Linked DNA regions of Columba livia: region 1 is linked to region 2. The links are chromatin contacts, called in public Hi-C maps. All regions are on one chromosome and are shown on one strand. Each heading gives the region's core, a stretch centred on a gene start, on an enhancer-like site or on the middle of the called end of the contact. The rest is flanking DNA. Distances are from core to core; before and after follow the strand shown. Region 1 holds the start of ZBTB40 (zinc finger and BTB domain containing 40). Region 2 holds the start of WNT4 (Wnt family member 4).

Region 1 (2,700 bases), core at 30-2,529, 150 kb before region 2:
TCAAAGCTGGTCAGCCCAGGACAGGGACCAATTCCCCCAGACTTGTTAGTGAAATACACAGAACTCCTCTGAGCTCAGCCTATTGAGACAGCAAGTCAGGAGGCACCTGGACTTCCAGTGCGGTCCCCTCTTGCTTCAGGCCATTAGAGACACGTCCACAGCCCCAGAACTCAACTAAGGCCAAAGGACCGACAGCTCTTCAAACACGAGCACAGTTGCTTCACAACACACAGGGAAGGATACAGTGATGTAAAAGCCTAACAACACTCACCCCAGGAAGCCAACTTGCTTCCTCCATCTCCTGGAAGACTTCTATAACCACTGAGCTACAGTCTGGGCAACAACGTTTTCAGCACCTTCTTTAAGCTGCATGTCACGGCAGTCAACTCAAAATATACTGGAAAGAGGGATTAAACAAGAGCAAACGCACAGGCACAGAGGCAGGGTGGTCAGCTGGGAGACGACCTTGTTCTGGTCTGCACTCCAACATGCTGTTCCTGCATCACCCTGTCCTTGGACTGCGGTTTGAAACCCAGATTCCTCCTCAAATGCAAGACACTTGGTATCTCTTAACCAAAAACCTAGAGAACCATGCTGCCCTATGTCCTATCTGAGCCAATACATCAGGTGCCCCAGCCTTTCTTTCCACCACACGAGAAGAAATTACCCCCAAGGTTCACCCACAAGCCTGTCTCTGGGGAGGACGTGGGTTTTATCGACCCAGACTCACCTCAGCACATTTCCATATTAAATCTAACACGACCTGGGAACAGGCTGCTACTGAACGGGGCAGCCCTGCTCCTCCCTGCTCCTCTGCTGTGCGGGTGATCACACAGGAAAATGGATCATACCACTGATTTCTTATCACAACGCAAACAATAAATATTTATTTGCTCCCTCCGCCTCCCTGTCCGCCCGGTCCCTCCCGGCGGGCGGGAACAGCCGCTCCCGTCCCGCTGCCCCGGGACGACACGAACAGGGCCCGGGCCCAGGCGGGCCCGCCGCGCGGGTTTGGCCCCGAGGTGGGGAAGGGAGGCCGGGCCCGGCAGAGTGGGAGCGGAGCTGCCCGCCGAGCCCCCCGGGCCACAGCGAAGGGCCCGATGGCGGCCCAGGCCCGGCCGGCGGCCCCGTCGCCATGGTTACCTTTATTGGGCGCGGCGCGGCGGACACGGCGCGGAACAATAAAGCTTCAACAACAGCCGCCCCTCCCCCACCCCCTCAGCGCTCTGCGCCGGGCGCCGCCATCTTGAAGCGGCGGCGGGCCGGCTCCCGCGTCACGTGACGGAGGAGCAGAGTCGGGGGGGGGGCACCGGCGCATGCGCAGTTATGGCGCGCGCGTGTCCTTCCCACGCGCGAGTCGCCCGAGTTCCGCCCCCCGTGCGGCCGCCCTGAGGGAGCGGCCGGTCCTGGCGGCTCCTCCCGGGCCCCGCGGTCAGTCGACCGTCCCCCTGTGGCAGAGCGCGGGCCCGTTCCCTGAGGAGGGCGGCGGTGCCCACGCGGGGCCGTGGGTGCGCAGCCCGGTGCGTCTGCGAGGGACCTGCTGGATCAACCCGCCCGTGGGCTGGGCGAGGGCGGAGCTGGGCTGTGCTGGGCCTGACAGAGACGAGGTCACGGGCGGTCTGGCCGTGGGGGGGATTGAGGCAGGTGGACCTTGAGGTGCTGGAGCGAGTGGAGAGAAGGGAACGGAGCTGGTGAGGGGCTGGAGCACAAGTGTGATGGAGCGGCTGAGGGACCTGGGGGGTTCAGCTGGAGAACAGGAGCTGAGGGGAGACCTTCTGATCTCTGAACTGCCTGAAAGGAGCTTGGAGCCAGGGGGGTCGGGCTCTGCTCCCCAGGAACAAGCGCCAGGAGCAGAGGAAACGGCCTCAAGTTGCGCCAGGGGAGGTTGAGGTTGGATCTGGGAACAATTTCTTCCCCAAAGGGCTGTGGGGCATTGGAACAGGCTGCCCAGGGCAGTGCTGGAGTCACCATCCCTGGAGGGCTGGACAGATGGACATGAGGTTCTCAGGACATGGGTTGTTGCTAGATTTAGGTTATCTTTGGGCTCAATGATCTTGAAGGTCTCTTCCAACCAAAATGATTCTATGATTCTATTCTATGATTCTATAGCACAGTCCTGGCAGTGGGTTCTGATCTTCTGCCCCTTCAGCCACTTACCCAGCCACTGGCCTTTGGCAGCACAGCACCTGCTGGCATGATGTCTGCTCTCCTGGCAGCCCTGTCACCGTTGTTGTCCTCTGCAAGGCATCCTCACCTGTAGCCCAGCACCCCAGGCTGGGGAGGCCACCAGGCCTAGAAAGTGAATTGGGGGGTCGCTGGCAGTCCCAGCAGCGTCCCCTGGGCTGTCTGGGAAATGCAAGTGGCAAAAGAGCCAGCAGGTGCTGAAGGGCACTGTGCTGTTCATGGACCCGTGCGTGTGTGCTGTGCATTAGTGTGCATGTGGCAGGAATAGGCCAACCTGCTCTGGGGCTGAGGCGAGGAGACCCCAATCTGTGGCATAGCCAGGGCGTGCGTTGTTCTTCCCCAGCCAGACCTCGCTGTGTTTATGTTCTGTCATTAATCAGACGCAGCCCATCGCTCCAAGAGGGTCTCTGTGTGCATTTTGTTTCAGCGGGCACTGGGAACTTCCAGATGGCCCCAGTGAGCAACACTGCCCCTGCCATTGGGCAGCGAGACCACCGCGTGTCCCTGCTGGCCGGC
Region 2 (2,700 bases), core at 175-2,674:
CCAGAGGAAGGCCACGGCTTTGTCTTGAGCGATGAGCCAGATTAATCAGCTCCAGTTGCACTGAATTACCCAGTCGGGGCTCACAGCAACAACCTCCGATTCACGGGCAAAGCAGCCAGCATCCCGCTTTCAACCGGGATAATCAGCAAGGACGTGAAAGCCAGATGAATGACTAGGTGAGGGTGGGCTGCCGCCTGTCAGGAGCTGGAATATAAGTCAAAGCACTTTGAAATTAAATCCTCGCTTTGACAGGGAACTAATGCAGAGATTTTAAAGTAGGTGTAATACACTTAGACAGGCATGTGTGCAGCCCAGTGCAAGTTGCCGTGCTTTGAATAAGTGTGTCCTGGCTACACTGAGAGCAGGAAAATGGAGTTGAAAGACAAAGGGAATCTTGAATAGCTCCAAACCAGCTTGGCAGGATTTTAGAGATGGTAGCAAGAGGTTTTAGTAATAGACCTAACTAATAACGTTGTCAGGAGGCGGTTTGGTGCGCGGGTTTTGGCTGCCTAGGATCTTGGATTTCACACCAAGCAGCCATCTCGTGTCACTCCCGGCTTTAAATTAAGCCATTTGTGCCCACATGGACCGCTGGGGATAGATGGAGTCACTGTGGATGGCAGGGGAGATGGGGATCCCCACTACAGGGCAAGCCACGCTGCCCATAGCTCCTGGGATTGCCAGGAGCTGACCTTCCCAGACAACTGCAGCCGTGCGTTTAAGCCGCGACACTTGGCCAAGCATCACCCCACACACAGCCCCATCACCAGAGGGACGCCCTGCGTGGGGACAGCCCTGCGGAGACACCGCGGTTCACAACCTCGTCCCTGCTGCCGCTCCGGCCGCTGTTCCCTCCTGATAGGACCCCCCCAGGTCCCTCTCCTCGTTCGCGAATTTTCAAATGCCAAAATTTGGCGCTGGCTGTGAATCCTCAGCAACTGGGATTTGGGAAGTCCCGACCGACCGAAGGGGTGGTGGTTGACGGGGAAGGCAGTCTTGGCGATGCCCAGGCTGCTCCTAGCAATGCAGAAACCCGAGCAGCGCCAGGCCCTATCCGGAGAGCTCTGCTTGTTCACAGCCGCGCAGAAATTGCCCTAAAAACACCAAATGCGAGTGAAAAACCGCTCCTCCTCTCCTCGATATGCAGCTGCCCCGCAGTTCCGGGGAGAAGCAAGCCTCCCGTGCCGCGACCCCACGGCACCCACCAAACCCACCCGGGGGGTCTCGGAGGTCGCTGCCGGGGGCCTGGGGGCTGCAGCGGGGCAGGGGGAGCCGGCAGAGCCCCCGGTGCCCTCCCCGCCGCCGTCCCGCCTCTGGGGGTGTCCCCGGCGGCCGGTCCCGCCCAGGCAGCGGCGGAGCCGGGGCGGCCCCCGGGGCTACCCCCGCCCCCGGCCCGCCCCCGGCCCGCCGCTCCATCCCGGGATGGGCCGGCCGAGCTGACAGTCGGGCTCGGCGGCCGCCGCGGGCGCATCCACCGGGCAGCGCCCGCCGCCGCCGCTCCTGCCCGGCGCCCACCTGCGGCGGCGGCTGCCCCGGGCCGGGGGGAGCTGCCGCCGCCGGCTCCGCTCGCTCTCCCGCTGCCTGTTCTCCAGGATGAGCCCGGAGTATTTCCTGCGCTCCTTGCTGCTCATCATCCTCGCCACCTTCTCGGCCAACGCCAGCAACTGGCTGTGAGTAGCCGCGGGGCGAGGGGGGAGGAACCGGCGCCGACACTTGTTGATCCCCCGGGGGTGCTGGAGCAGGTGCTGCCGGGGTCAGGCAGCTTCGGGGTGCAACCCCCGGCAACGATGCTGCTCGGTACTCAGCGGGGCATTGGGCTCCTGTCGCTGTCACACCGGGTACCCCGATCCCACTGACCCCCCAAACTGGTGGCAGCGGGGGTGGCAGCCTGCACCCCGGGCAGGGGGGCTGCAGAGGATGCCAACCCTTCCCAGCCGCTCAGGTCTGGTGTGTTACTGAGGTTGGTTGGACAGAGGCTGGTTATCGAGCCCCTGTCCCCATTTTGTCCTTAAGTTATAAATCCAGACCCCAGCGGGAGAGGACGGAGGTCAGGGCATCGGGTCAGAGCAGGGCCCGGGGGCTGGCGAGGTGCCGTGCGAGGGCCAGCGGTCCAGGGGAGGATTTGGCAGGGCTGGGACGGCCGAGTGTGCCAGCCCCGGGGGTTTGTGGTGAGCAGGGCTGCCCACACCTCAGACCCCTGTTCCCGGCGGGACAATGGGTGGTGGGGGGCTGTTGCATGCTGCAGAGGAGCCTGGTGACACTGGGAACCTGGTGAACAAACACTGAAATAATGTGTAAGGTAAACAGGGGCAGAAATCATTCTGGAAAATTCCTACGTGTTTGCCAAGGCGGTGGGACTGTCTTCTGGGAGACCCCATGGGGCAGAGGGGATGGAGCACGACAGCACCTTCCTACCTAACTTTGAATGAAGGGGTCAGTTTCTCCTAATTAATCTGCTCTGATGGGAGATGGCGCTTGCCGCGCTCCCAGCGTCGCTGACTGCTGTCAGCTAATTAGCTCCCGCTGCTCGCACCCAGCGGACCCGCTCTCAGGCTGGGAACACGGGCCGCTTCCATTCCACCTCCTCGGGTCTCCACCGGCCAGGGCAGGTTCACTGCAGCCGGGCGGGGAGTCCCTGGGTCTGTCGGCACGAAAGATCCCGAGTGGCTTGTGCCTCTCCTGACACCTGCGCCAAGGTGG

What was found. Hi-C and Micro-C count contacts between places; a contact is called where the count stands out from the background.
Region 1: a Hi-C map of liver shows a contact between it and region 2, with 2.0 times the contacts expected there. The contact joins the promoter of ZBTB40 here to the promoter of WNT4 in region 2. A contact is called at or near these places in 2 of 2 Hi-C or Micro-C datasets (crop and liver).

What each region holds. Positions count from the first base shown.
Region 1 is chr21:6,783,338-6,786,037 of bColLiv1.pat.W.v2, reverse strand. ZBTB40 (zinc finger and BTB domain containing 40) reads right to left here and starts at 1,279. Exons shown (of 18, transcript XM_065038191.1): 1 at 1,144-1,279.
Region 2 is chr21:6,632,068-6,634,767 of bColLiv1.pat.W.v2, reverse strand. It overlaps WNT4 (Wnt family member 4), which reads left to right and starts at 1,424. Exons shown (of 5, transcript XM_005512396.4): 1 at 1,424-1,670. The coding sequence starts at 1,594.